Regions from separate parts of the Zea mays genome. Here all the other regions are linked to region 2. The links are chromatin contacts, called in public Hi-C maps. All regions are on one chromosome and are shown on one strand. Each heading gives the region's core, a stretch centred on a gene start, on an enhancer-like site or on the middle of the called end of the contact. The rest is flanking DNA. Distances are from core to core; before and after follow the strand shown.

Region 1 (5,056 bases), core at 1,129-3,628, 230 kb before region 2:
GGAAAGATATGCGCATTCACGGCATGCGACAGGCCCAACGCGAGCGGCCAAGGCTAAGGCGAGCATTTCATCGAGCACCTGGCGCGCGTCTAGAGAGGAGCACAAGCACTTACAGCTTGGTGACGTGGCAGACGGTGATGTTGTTCTGGTCGGAGCACTCGCACTTGATGCCCGGGTTGAAGTTGCCGTTGTCTTCGATGACGGTGCCGTCCGTGGCGATGCCGGTGCAGGGGTCGCCGCTGATGTTCCATTCCGACGACGCTGTCTGGCGGAGCTTGGCGAACACCGCGTTCACCGCCGCCGCTTCAAAAAAACGGGTTGACACCTCACATTAGCTGTCGCAGCCGCAGCCGAAACAGAGCGGCCCCTGCTCCCCGGCCGTCCGATGGCCCCGCGGTGATCGGACGGCCAGGAATCAGCGCACACGCTGACATCGCGGAACCGGCCAAAGCCAATAGCCAAGCAGGCGGTTGTGGACTGTGGTTGTGAGTAGGGGTGAAAACGGGACAGGATTACCCGGCGGGTACCGGATACGGATACTAGAAATACTCGATTTTTCGGGTACCGGATACGGGTATTTTTGTATACGAGTCGGATACGGATAGTACCCGGATAGACATTAGTCGGATACGGATAGGATACGGGATGACTACTACCCGGCAAATACCCGAGAAGTCCGGGTAGGATACGGGTACCCGGTTAGCGGGTACCCGACTACAGTGCCGAGCTATCGCAGTTACAAGCCCAACACTAGTCAGCCCATTAACATGTCTGGGCGTGACGTGGGCGCCTGGCTGCCGCAAGGCCTAGAGGCCAAAGTGACGGAGTGTGTCTACTAATTGTGATCCACTGATCTCGTCAACTTGTGGGGACGTGGGCTCGTGGCCACTGACCCATACGTGAGTGCATCACTGCATTTGTCCATGAGACCATGATCGTGAAGCCTTGTGAGAGCCTCAGCCGCCAGTCCACCACACATGGCTATGCTTAAAAGAGGGACTTGTGGTTATTGTCTAAAAGAGGGATGCTGCTGATTTTTTAAAATTATTTTGTTGGTTCTATAATGAAATTGTGTGAACTATCTAATATTTGTTATATACTTGTGGATTATACCTAAAAGGGGATATATTGCTGATTTTTTGAAATCGTGTTTTTGGTTCTATAATAAATTTGTGATTAGTAACTTTGAATTGTATGTTGTCAGTTTTGTCAGTATTTTTCTATATTTAAGTTATCATATACATAATTATGTATTTCTTATTTTATTCGTTTGTTTCACGGTTGGGCAACTAATATCATCACGGTGGATTATCCGACTAATATCCGTTATCTATCCGGGTATTATCCGATATCCGTTTCTTATCCGCCCTAGTTATTACCCGATCACGTCCTGTATCCGTCCCGGATTTTCACTATCCGTATCCGATCATGTATCCGGTAAAATTGTATTAGAGTAGGATACGAGACGACCTAATATCCGACCTAATATCCCGTTTTTACCCCTAGTCGGGTACCCGCTAACCGGGTACCCGTATCCTACCCGGACTTCTCGGGTATTTGCCGGGTAGTAGTCATCCCGTATCCTATCTGTATCCGGCTAATGTCTATCCGGTTACTATCCGTATCCGCCCCGTGTACAAAAATACCCGTATCCGGTACCCGAAAAATCGAGTATTTCTAGTATCCGTATCCGTATCCGGTACCCGCCGAGTAATACTGTCCCGTTTTCACCCCTAAGAATTTTGTTGGTGTGCAGGAGCCAGGCGGTCAAAAGGCCAAAATAAGGCTGCCGTGGTTTACCTTCTAATACCTGCTAGATATTTGGAACAACCAGGCACCAGCCAGCCAGAGGTAGCAGAGGAAGACATCATCACGTTTGCAACTAGTAAGTGTAAACCTAGCGGGGGGTTGCTTGCACGGCAACCCGCAGGAAAACCCACGACCGACTAAAATCGCCATGGCATGGAAAATTTAAAAGCTTTCTTCGGAGCAAGAGAAGGCAGACAGAGCAAGAAGCGTGATGAACTGCTGTGTCCAAATGAAGGTGGCCAGCATGACGAACGGATCGATCATTCGTGCTGGTTCGAAAGCCTTTGGGTTGATTCCATTCCAGAGAAGAACTGGAGACACTACTCACCTTCGACTGGATCGGTCTTCATCCTCGCCGCTTGCTGGGCTTGCGCGGATGATGATGCAGCTAGAAGCAGCAGCAGCAGCTTCGGGAGCGCGGAGGCGGAGCCATAGACATAGAGGCACCGGCGCGGAGAAGGTCTGGAGGTCGATCCAGGCCGCATCGTTAGCTCCCTTCTTCTTTCTCTCTCCGCCTGCTCGAGCAGCGGAGCCTGGATTGACTACCCGGCCTATCGGATCGGAGGCCGATAGGCTGTAAAGACTAGAGAGAGATGGTGATGACGACGGCGACGAGTCGTCTTTGAATAGGACGTGTCTCACTCGACCGGGCAACCCGCAGCCGCAGCTCGGTGCACAGTTGCACACATGCAAGATATCGAGTGAGCACGTCCGGCCGCCACGTGCTCACTCGACGTCCGGACGTTGCAACTGGTACCAAGTGGCGCCACTGCTGTCTACGTACAGGGGACAGGACGCGTTGTATTGCAGCAACGGGCCAACAACTACCTCCCTCCAGCTGCGAAAAGAAATAGATTATATAATAGAGTATCTATAAATGTAGCCTATTAATAATTACAGAAGTAAATATGTTTATACAGATACGATGAATTCGTAAAATCAGAAGTGATGCATCTATTGTTACTTGGGTTACGAGTTAGAGACGTCTCTTCACAGAGAGACACTTCCATGATTTTTTTTTATAAATGGCCTATTTAAACACCTCAAAATCATCTACATTAAACACCATTGTATACCTTAGTGTTGACCCCGAATTAGGCCCCCTAATCATCACGGGCGTCCCTAGGGATGTGCGACCCCAAAATCATACTGCCCAAAATTTATAGCAATTCATATGTATTATAAATAAAATTATATTATTTTATATTAAATATTGGTAATATGTGGCCTAGAATCACAAAAATGTTAAAATTAATCTGTTCTTCCCATTGTTAATGAAACTATTTCTTCGGTTTCAACAAAATCAAGGTTGTAAAAAAATATTTGGTTTCTTATTTACCTCCAGTAAATTGCAACAGTTAGATAAAAAGAGGTTGAATAATTGTTGTCACCAACTTAGGGTCCCACTTAAAAGAGACAGACAATCTGATTTATTCAAGTGATCTATTCATGGAGTTGAGTTTTCTTCAAGTTTTTACTAGGTAAATGCCCGTGCGTTGCTACGGAAGAACATATTATGATAAAATATATTAAAATTCACAGAATAAGACAAGCATCGAATTAATTGAGCCAATGCCAGTTTGAGCATCCCACAGAATAAGATAAGCATCATCGCCCACATTACAAATTTCCTATGCACTTCATTCCCCAAAACAAAAAATAATATAGGGTATTAATATAAATAAAAATGAAAATAAGGCATCTATCAACATATACCTTTATAGAGAAGACCACTGATCCTAGTTTAATTGACAATAACATCATTAAACAAATAGAGTGTTTTAACAATGAAAATCTAAAGATTGGAGTATATATTTGCTTACATGTGTCCATTGTGTGTTCTATTTGGATAGAAAAGGCATTTAACACAAACATGGAACTAAACAAAAGGAATGCATGCGCTAACTTCTCATGTTGCTCTCTACATGTCCGTCTCCAAGGAGAAGCCTTGCACCTTCGTCAAAGTGAGATTGTCTCAACCTGCACAAAATACAAGCCCCATTATAGTTAAGTGCGAAAGAGAAATAACCAGAACCACACAGTGTGAATTTAGTCCTCTAACCTTCATGGTGAAGAAGAGCTTGACAAAATTCTGGGTGAGGAGCCCAAGGGACTTTTCCTTCACAGATGTCAGTTTTCTACAGAAATTCATATAAATTTGGGCCAAGTTTCTCACAAACATGTTCATTCACTGAAATTTATTGATTGATTTGACCCCAATGTCTACTTGACAGGTTGGGGAAAATTCTAAAAATCATGCATTATACTTACAATACAAATATGGCTACGATAATCAAACCACTTCCGTATTTGAACACAACTGCAAAAACACATGAGCATGTAACTTCCCACCATTACAGCAGCAACATAGTTTTTTAAGAAATCCCACAATTTAATGCACATAACTTATTTCTTTGTTTTCATAATGGTGACAAGTAAATGTATAGCTTATTGTTTGCCTGCAAAACTTAATCAGTTTAACCAATTACTAAGCTAATCAATCACACACAAGTAGTCAAGCACAATTGTGCCAGAAGAGTGAATGTACAATGAACATTAACAATAGAAGCATAAATAGCTTTGAAGGTAAAAACAACAGTAATTGTGCAAATGACATACTGGTACATGTATCCATTAAGTCCAAGATTATATCACACAAATACAAAGAGCAGTCTCAATTTGTTACCTTGTTCTAAAATGTTGTTCTGGCCTGTTGCAATCAAACTACATTCTTTTTATCAACTATTGATGTTCCTTGAACCAGATTTAGCTAGCTGGTCTACAAGGACGTGGATTAATTAACATACAGACTTCAGTTTTCCCATAATATATACTCAATTGTTGTTCATCTAGATTTACATATATTGGTGAAAAAATCCCATGAATAACACATGGACATGTCTAATGGGTTAGGTCAGATTGTGTAGCTTTAAAAGATTTGGCAATTGGCACAACCCACAACAAAGTAAAAATTCACTTTCCAAAACCACTATATGCATCTGCAACAACTCTCAATGTAAGTTGAAGACCAAGAGAAAAGCTATATGGCATCATTACTACAACCCTCAAGCAAGTGGCAATTTCATGAGATTGCACTATAGTCCCAAGCAGAAAACTCATGCTTTTATGGACAATTGTTGGAGGCTAATAGTGATTAACGATCATCTAAGCCACTATAATAATGACCTACATTACAGGACCACAAGTAATATATGGACTCATGAAGAATAATAACTGACAAACTTAC
Region 2 (4,984 bases), core at 688-3,187:
CTCCGCCGCGTCATTATGGAGGTGATAAATGGGTCGTAGTCGACTAGGAATGACGAGCCACCAGGTCTTGAAGAAGATGGAAGTCACCGGCAGACATATCTCGTTTCTTTGAGGTAGTAAGGTTCACACGGATTTGTTGCCGTGGTAAAACGAACCATGGATAAAAATTCACAAGCCGAGCGAGTTAAATAGAACGCGTGGGCCAATGATTGCGATGAGTGGACGGCCGCCGGGCTCGGGCTCGGTCTCGGTCGCGCCACGAGCGTTGACTGACAAAGGACGATGCCAGTGCCACGGCCGGGGTTCTGGCTGTCCACGCCTAACCTGTCCGGTCACACACCTATAGGTAGTACAAGTGTTTGGGGTTTGGCTTGCCCAACTGGGGTCAACCCCAAAATGTTTTACGTGCCGACTAGCTAGCTAGCGAGTGGTACGTACTAGCTACTACAACACCTGCTGACATGTCCCATCCAAATGCTTCGGATACAGACAGATTTTCAGTCACGAGAAATCCTGTTTAAAGAATGTGAGAGCCAGAGCCTGATCTGAACGGGGTCGATTCCACCACCTGGGTGGCATGGAAACAAGATACATGGCCAAGACCGAGGCCGCTCTTAACGCTGACTCCAACATCAAATAAGTCTATTATAAATATCTAAATGACTGTAGCATTTTCAATTAATATTTTAGATGTGACGTGGAAGAGTATGCATATATAGATGACCATGCATTTTCGTAAACATGTATTTCAGTACCCCGATTAGACATGGTAACATCTTTCGGCTGACTGCGTAAATGAAACATGTGTTTGGAGGATTCTATATATCGTTGCCTATCCTTGTTTGGATCAGTCACGATCACCTAATAAGCGAACTAGCTGGTTTAGTGTGTACAGTACCTGAACTGGTGGTGCATGGCTCCATCAGGAATAGATCTTATATTCCCAAATAAGGCTCGAGTGTTTGACTTCACGGGCTCCCTCTGATTTGACACGTCCCCTCGGGACTCTTCGAGCCTGATCCGAACGCGTCATTTTCAGGGGGCAAGTTCGTCCCAGTCACAAAATTCCAATCGAAAACAGATCGTTTTATCTATACCGCCTTCCGCTTGGATGGAGAGAGAGAGAGAGAGAGAGAGAGAGAGAGAGAGAGAGAGAGAGAGAGAGAGAGAGAGAGAGAGGAGGAAACCCGATTCACACGACACTCGTCTTGCCACGCCCAGTGTTCTTATCTACCGACGAAAAAAAAAAGGCACCGGGTATCGCTCACAAGTCGTTATCTCGACGAAAAAAGCAGAAGCTACGGGTACCTAGGAAACCTAAAACAGCCTACAATTTTATAACAGATGGTGATGCTAATTATAAGCCCATGAAAAAAATTAAAGATTACTCCTGTTCTCTTTAGCCTTATTACAAACAGTCTTCGGTTGCCGTTGACGCCAAAATAGCTGCGGAGCTAACAGAGAAGGGCAGGACGTCTATCCTCAGTGGAAACGCCTGTATGACGCCTATACACATGAGCTGAACTAGCAGATGCATGCTGCTACTAGGAGGTGACCCCGCAATGAATAGAGAAAGTGCCCAGGTTAAGAAAGAAAAAAAATTACGGTAGGGAATGTTTGGAGGCGTTTAGTAAAATATTTTATTCTGTTAACTAAGTTGGTGTAATAAGGAGAATGATATATAGAGGCTAAATTTTAGAGGATGCTGCGGGAGACGGTAAAGTTATAGAGAAACAAATCTTTTAGAGTATACTGTAAAATACATAAAATATTTTTTTAAGTATGAAATTTAGTGAACAGACGGTGTTAGCACCATATATGCAAAACCAGAAGACCACAGCATGATCAGAAGTGGAGGCAGAGACCACATGGGCCATACCCACGCCAATGTTTACTCTCTGTTTTTTTTTTGGGAGCGAGAGGTGGTGCTGTAGACTATTGTGGGATTGCCTTCGGCCCAGCCCAAGTATTGTCCATCCCCATACTTGACGAGGCCCATCAGTAAGTGGATGGCAGTCCAACAAGCACACGCAACGCGTGATTGCTGTGCGCTTGCCCTTTCTTCACGTGCCGCTTCTCGGTACTGTCCCTCCAACTCGAAGAAAAGAATACCTGCAGGCTGCAGCTGCAGCTGCATTGCTGCATGATGTGAAATGTTGCCGGCCCCTGCTGATGCCTCGAGGCATCCGCCCCGGCCGCACGGCAGGGCAAACGACCGATTCCGGCGCGGTGCATGTGCATGGGCTCCACGCCCGCCGGCGTGGATTTCAGGCTATACTATCTGCTGATCGTCCTGCTTGTCCCATCCAATCCACCCCAAACCTGTTTGTTTTGTTTTGTTGTTATTCACGTGCTCCGTACAGCGGCCACTCGCTGTGCCTGTGTGGAGGATTGAGGAGACGGCCGGCAGACCGAAGCCACGAGTGGCGGGCGTTGGCACCTAAACCCGACAGCGACGTGCATGGTTCGCGCGCCCGACGGACGGTCACCGGCGCCCATTTATTGCCATGGCTCGCGTTGAGAGCTTCTTCTTTCTGCATGCGCCCTCTGCTCTCGTCATTAACTCCCGTCGCCGTCCCCCGCACATCACCCTCATCAATGAGGTCGGGAAGGAGAAGCAGGAAGCTGGAAGCAGGCTCGATCGATCGCGTCGTCGTCGCGCGACTCGGACGGAGAGCGCGCGCTTAAATGCTCGCGTCGTATCGGGGGAGTAGGCGGGCGCGCGCCGACGACTATACTACGCGATCGAGCCCGCTGCAGCGCGCGCGAGAGCGACCGGTTTTGCTGCTCCGCGCGACCGTCGGTTCTTTCTTCTTCTCCTTCTCCTTCTCTTTCTCCTCCCTATCCCAGTTCCAGACGAAACACCAGCCCGTCAGGGCGGTCTCTCGCTCACTCTCGTTGCCTGCTGCCGCTGTCCAGGCTTCTTTGAGACGACGTCGTCAGAGGTGGTCGCTAGCTCTGCCTCTCTGATCTCCGCGTGCGGGCGTACGTGTGCGTGCATGGAGAACGGAGATACTAGATAGATAGACAGCTCACTGGCGGACCCACACGCGACGCAAGCGTACAAGAAGACGTACGTAGTACGAGCCGAGGCCGAGCCATGCATCACACGCACACAGGCCACGGCGTGGACTGGACCGCCGGCGGACGAGACGACCCATCCAATGCAAGCAAGACGACGATATCATGCTGATATGGGAGATGTAGATCGTGTAGGTGCGCGCGCGCAATAATAATTCGGGCCGCGATCCGGCGGACTCCGCTGCAAATAAATGCCGTTGCCGGTGCAGCTAGCCATAGCTGCTAGCTCCAGCCATCCCTGGCACCCCTCCACGTACGTACGGGGGCAATCAACAAGGGGAAAAAATCCTTTTCAGCTGGGATGCAAAAAATCTCTTTTACACCGGCTCACATCTATACATGATAGTCTATAGAAATATAAAAATAAATTATTAAAAGGTTAAGTTGCAAATTTTGATTATTTTTTTGTGGGCTTTCAAGTGGTGGATGCGAGAGGCTGTAAAAGAAGATGTTTGAAACGGGATGTACAATTTTTTTCTCCAAACAACATACACTTCCACACGAAAAAATGTTAGAAAGTTAGGCATTTTTAGTTTTAATTTAATCCAGATAATCGGTGCGATATATGTGATGACATGTATGTGCATGTGTGTATAACTACTCGCATAAGCAGTAAACAGCAATGAAACATGCATAAATACGAAGAACAGAGTGTACCCAGCGGAGGGACCGATGCTCAAGGCACCAGTGGCTCCATTCACACGAGACATCTCGTGTGTTTGTTCGATGTAGCCGTACGAAGTCGGTGCAGGAAGATGTACGCAGTGCAGTCCCTCGAACGGTCGCCGGGAAGAAGAACAGCAGCACGCGTCAACTTGGGAAGGCGACGAACAGCAAGCTGTGGACGATCACGCGAGCAGTCGCGAAGACGCTCCCCAAAAATCTGATCGCCCGCACACCCGTGCAAGTGTATCTCTGCGGTCGGTGATTTCGGAGGCCTGCTCTCCCACTCTCTCTGTGCTCGCAGAAGATGGGACGGGAATGTGTTGTTTGCAATTCGCGTGAGATAATTCGCGTGACTGGAAGAGCCCTCCCTCTCCATTCTTATAGGCGGTCAGAAGAAGGGAGAAGAACAACGGATAGAAACGGTCGCGCATTAGAGCTGGAAACTGACGACAGTAACTGACGTCCGTTACTAGCCATAAGATAGGAAACAGACGGTTATCATGACGGTCATCACTCGACAGTAACTGACGTCCGTTACTAGCCATAAGATAGGAAACGGACGGTTATCATGACGGTCATCACTCCAGGCAAAATGCGCAACCGTTTGAAAGGAATATTCGGACCAAGGTCCGATCTACCACGAGCCACGGCCCGGCCCGGCCCGGCCCGGCCCGGCCGGCGGCGGCGGCGGCGCGCGCGCGCGCGTGTGGCAGTCCTTCATCCTTTTCTCAACTTCTCAATAGATGCACCAATGGTCCACCTATTTAAGTTGATTGATTTGTCCTTTGAACTTCCAATATGGTACTAAATAATTAGTACACCATAGCATTAAAGTGGGCCATTAGCATTGACTATTATTGAGTATTAATTTGGGCCAAGCCCACATTAATCCAACAATCCCCACCAAATGCTAAGTCACACAAAAAGCTCTCATCATCTCAAACGTTTGATATACTGGTGTTTCGATGGAGACTGTTAAGTTGAACATCCACCTAGAACTTAGACTACACTTGACCACAACTGCACAATGGACTAGGCCTTGAATTGGCAGTTTTGCGTGGAATGAGTTTCATCTAAACTCTTTACCAGTACTAGATTGCTGAACGCATCCCCTCTGGTTGGAGCATATAAGTCAAACTCCATAGCCTTTCATGGGTATCTAGAAACCACCCAGATCTCATAAACTGTGACTAGCAGTTAACCCATATAGGTATGTTCCTCTAAAGATGTTCTGTAG
Region 3 (4,626 bases), core at 1,569-4,068, 170 kb after region 2:
TTCCAAATTATGTCTAGCTTCCAAATTTGAACATTAATGTGTTTCTATAATTTGTTTATTATTAGTATTATTATGTGCACACCCAAATAGACTCTAGTATGAGATGCACATACACGTATTTATTTATTTTGTCATTTGACCACTTTAATTTCTTTAGTTGAATATGCACAAAGGAGAAAAGAAAAAAAAATCAAGAACTCCTCAAAATTCTAGCATAGAGGTATATTTATTCATTTATTTTCTTATAAAAATTTTGGGCATTACATAGAGCCCTGCAACCAAGCCAAGACTTAGACCATGTTTGGTTCCTTTAGTCACTGACTAAAGTTTAGTCGCTAAAGTATACCGTTTAGTTCCAGTGACTAAATCAAACTAAAGAGCATTAAGTGATGTGAATAATGAATGTATCACCCCTATTAATAGTGGATGTTTGCTGCAAGAAGAAAGTGAAGATGACAAATAAGGTAAAAACCACACTTTAGTTCTTTTTAGTCACTCCATTGGTGACTAAACAACTAAAATTTAGTCACCCACTTTAGTCACCATGTTTGCTTCTTTAGGGACTAAAAGTGACTAAATTTTAGTCACTAAACTTTATTCACGCTTCTCTGTTCTGGACTACTAGACCGCTGCTTACAGAGCATCTCCAAGAGTTCCAAAATAAAACACTATTAATCCAGGGTTTTTTTGGCAGGATTAAAAAAAAGACATCTCTAATGATTCTCATATCTTTTGCCACTTAGAAAATTGACCAGCGTCTGCGCGCGAAGAAAAAACGCACACGCACACCACGTATCCTCTTGGCGCTCGTCCACACCACCACCACGCCACCCAGCTGCTGGGAAGAGCGTGGTTGCCCAAGCATTATTTTTCATGCTCTTTTATGCTGACGGTGATTTTATGTATCATAAGTACATACGCGTACATATAAATATTACAATAAATTATTTTATTTTTTATTGAAACAGTTTGTATTGCAACCGATTAAAGATCTGTAACTACTAACATAGATAAATAAATTCAATATCATGTTAAGAATTTAGTTTTTTTGGACACGTGAAGAATTTGGCTCAAACGCCTACTCCTTCAGTCCAATCATTCTCTCCCGACCTAATGCGTTTGGTTGCGGGACAGTCAGGACAGTGATATCTCCTAGCGTCCTCTCATATCTTTAATTTTAAGAGATAACTAATGATAATATTATAATAATATTATCTTAATCCTTAATTCTGAATTAAATAATCTTATTTAAAAAATAGTGTATCATCATGTTATTGTAACCAAACGCACTGGGCCCAGTCGTGTCTTGTCACTTCTTTCTCCCACGGTCCCACCAGAGTCCAGACCACCACCGCAAGTCTACACTCCTTTCACTCGTGCTCTCTGCGGTCCTGCCTGGTTCGCGTTGCTCCGAAAAAATTCCCAATCCCACCCAATCCCTAGCCGCGCGTGCTGTGACTCGGCTCCGCGAGAGGCGGCATCCGAAGGCAGCGACGATGTGCAGCGGGCGACTGGGCGAGGAGTGCAGCATGCCTGCGTGCGCCGCGTGGCATCCGAGGCACCGCACGCGCAGGCTCCGCCGCGGGGAGCTGGCCAGCTAGCCAGCTAGGGCTGTGTGCCTGCTGCCTGCGTCTCTGGTCTGCCGAGCAGAGCGCTGAGCAGTGAGCACACAGCATGTTCGGTCGTCAGCACCGAACTAACTTGATTTGTATGTGTCGCGTACTCGCGTTTAAGTCTATTACACAGAGGAATAGCTGATCTAGACATGCAATTTGTTGTTGGTTTAGGGGGTGTTTGGTTACCCCAAACTAAAATTTAGCCCATGTCATATCGAATGTTTGAACCTCCGTTCCGGATATTAAATGTAGTCGGATTATAAAACTAATTTGTCAGCCAAAGATTAAAAGACGAGACGAATCTAGTCCAGTTGGTTGGGTCTATATTTCATACTCCTATTTAAAAGTCAAATGCTTGATGTGACCCGGGCTAAACTTTAGCAGCAGCAACCAAACACCCCCTTAGTCAGTCAAACCAGTCAAATCAAACCTGAACCCAGCTCAAGCGCAAGTCAGACTGAGAGAGAGAGAGAGAGAGAGAGAGAGAGAGAGAGAGAGAGAGAGAGAGAGAGAGAGAGAGAGAGAGAGAGAGAGAGAGAGAGAGAGAGAGAGAGAGAGAGAGAGAGAGAGAGAGAGAGAGAGAGAGAGCAAAGGGAAGTCATCATAGGTATTTTGAGAACATTCCATGCATACTTGCCTGGCTCGCATTTGCCTGCGAGATCACCAATCAAACAAGCCACCCGTGCTTCCTGCTACCCTGCTACGCTGCACAATCATCCTGCGGAATTTAGTAACGGCGAGTTATTCCAAAGTTCCGATCCCCAAGTTGTTTATTCTCCTATAGTTTGTCGGTTTGTGTGGTTCAGATTCCTCCCGCTCTCGCGCAAGTGGTACACTGTGTTTCCAGCTACCATTTTCTCCACTAACTAATTTTATTTTCAGTGTCTCTCGTTTCTTTTATTTGCGCGTCAAGTTTCAGCCATTCCTTGCTCAAAGGAAAAGTTTGAGCCATTCCCTGGGAAGGTAGGTGAGGGTACTGGACAAATCCGAAATGCAAATGGGCATATGCTACATATAACCGTAGGCTTGCTTGCTACTGCCAGAGACTCGGGTACATGGTATCGGGTTACAGTCCAAACAGGAAATTCTAAGGCCGATGGAAGATAAGGATATGGGTACAGTCACCCAGTCCTGCCATGACGCGAAAGCTTATAGAAATCAGGTGGCATAAATACTGTGCAGGGCTAAAGGTTGGTGGGTCGAACGGACCAGGCCATCAGGTTATCTAGAAAGCTCTCATGCTCTTCCATTTCTAGGCTAGCCTAGGTCTGGACCAGTTAGAGTAGACACGCAAGTATCAATCGATTCATAAGAGGAGGAGGCCATTGAGGGAGCCAAGTAGAAGGCAGTCACTGCAAACAACGGTATGCATTGCAAGGAGGAAATATAGCTTTCAGCCGTTGCTTTTCATATGCGTTTCAGAAAGTTTGATCATCTCCCTTTCGATTTTTTTAAAGAAAGTTTAATCATCATTCTTGCTCAGAATCAAGTTCTTAGCTCTTAGACACATTTAGTATCTTGTTGTTAGAAAGCTGGTGAGCAACTTTGTCAAGCCTCAAGAGCTCATGGAAGATGGCAGTGCTCCAAGACGGTCTACTCCACCCACCCGCAGAAGCAGATCTGCCGAGTTCCACAATTTTTCAGAAAGGGTAGGTTGTTATGCATCATGCATATTTTGTATGGACGGATCATGACCAGTTACCGGCATTTGATCTCTTTTGCTTGGAACATTTGTAGAGGAGAAGGGATAAGATCAACGAGAAGCTGAAAGCATTACAGGAGCTTCTTCCAAACTGCAACAAGGTAACATGCATTGCGTCTTAATTTTAATCCGACCATACCCCTTCTGCTGTTCTCTTTTTCGTTTGATCTCAGAATAGCTTGTTTCAGACCGACAAAGTTTCGATGCTAGACGAAGCAATCGACTACCTAAAATCCCTTCAGCTACAGCTTCAGGTACTGAATGAAATCATATCAGATACACAATTGTTGGTTACACTAGACATTTATTTATTTTTATCTTTCTCTCCTGCATCCTTTCCTGTTTTATTTATTCAGCCTCCAGATATTATGGGTGCTATAGTAGATCATCACATTGTCATATATGCACACAGATGCTGGTCATGGGGAAGGGAATGTCACCAGTGGTTCCTCTTGAGCTGCAGCAATACATGCATTACATCACGGCTGACCCTGCCCAGTTGCCTCCATTGCGCCCATCCGGCCAGCAGCACCGGCAATTTCAGATAACTCAAGCCAACCCCCAGCGACAATCTAACGTCGAGTCGGATTTCTTGAGCCAGATGCAGAACTTGCACTCTTCTGAGCCGCCTCAGAACTTTCTCAGGCCGCCGAAATTGCAACTTTATACACCGGTAATATGTTCAAACATTATAGATATCAAAGTTAATTTTAACCTTTTCTTGTCTTTATTCTTCTTTTCTCGTATTTCACGCATTTCAAGATTTAAGATTTTTCTTTGTGGGGAAAGATGAAAATTTAAGCTGCTAGATCAGGGATATACAGTTCAAATGCCAACACTGTCAGCTTTTACCTGAACGGTGCTAGCTACTCATCACGCCTTATGAGAAGTTTACCTCTGATTCAGGAACAGAGGGGTGGCCTACCCAACACGAGCCACAACACTGGATGGATTTCTGGGAGTTCCTCGTATAACTTCATGGAGTGATGTGCTCCTAATGACAAAATTTGACACGGCAGGCGTGCAGCCTTGAACTCGGAAGAGATCGTTCAGTTTGGGACCTGCAGCATGGTTCACCTGAGAGAATTCCATGAATGTGTAGTACTAGTTAACTAGCTAGCTAGTTGTGTTATTAAATAAAACGTTGTGATTGTGATGCTGCTCATTTTGCTATCTGAATCTTACCGTCCAATTCTCCTCCATGTTCATGCAAAGGCTGACAGGTGGCGTCTGAATTTATCTGTGCAGCAGTATGCTACTACTTGTTAGATTGATCGCATCTACCTTTAACTCCCGCGTTCTGATGGA

The links. A called contact is a pair of places that touch in the nucleus more often than the background predicts.
Region 1: a Hi-C map of bundle sheath shows a contact between it and region 2, with 2.0 times the contacts expected there. The contact joins the promoter of LOC100384732 here to the enhancer-like site in region 2. A contact is called at or near these places in 3 of 25 Hi-C or Micro-C datasets (bundle sheath, leaf and tassel).
Region 3: a contact with region 2 is called in a Hi-C map of ear, with 2.4 times the contacts expected there. The contact joins the promoter of LOC100280552 here to the enhancer-like site in region 2. A contact is called at or near these places in 2 of 25 Hi-C or Micro-C datasets (ear and leaf).

Annotation. Positions count from the first base shown.
Region 1 is chr2:10,274,962-10,280,017 of Zm-B73-REFERENCE-NAM-5.0, reverse strand. It overlaps LOC100384732, which reads right to left and starts at 2,378. Exons shown (of 24, transcript XM_020547944.2): 1 at 2,138-2,378; 2 at 114-303. The coding sequence starts at 2,294. It overlaps LOC118476282 (a long non-coding RNA gene), which reads right to left and starts at 4,132. Exons shown (of 3, transcript XR_004856135.1): 1 at 4,081-4,132; 2 at 3,872-3,947; 3 at 3,513-3,789. LOC103648396 (DNA polymerase eta) reads right to left here. Exons shown (of 11, transcript XM_008672874.2): 11 at 4,783-4,953. The coding sequence ends at 4,783.
Region 2 is chr2:10,046,879-10,051,862 of Zm-B73-REFERENCE-NAM-5.0, reverse strand. No RefSeq gene overlaps it. Among protein-coding and RNA genes, the nearest start is that of LOC100278091, 15 kb to the right of the region's middle. Within about 2 kb of position 1,937, at least 20 of the 20 cell types and tissues checked have an H3K27ac peak or open chromatin away from gene starts, as enhancers often do. A contact at or near this core is called in bundle sheath, ear, leaf and 1 more, where this site is marked.
Region 3 is chr2:9,881,805-9,886,430 of Zm-B73-REFERENCE-NAM-5.0, reverse strand. It overlaps LOC100280552, which reads left to right and starts at 2,818. Exons shown (of 6, transcript NM_001153471.1): 1 at 2,818-2,980; 2 at 3,131-3,265; 3 at 3,354-3,419; 4 at 3,507-3,572; 5 at 3,731-3,991; 6 at 4,225-4,478. The coding sequence starts at 3,182. The coding sequence ends at 4,305.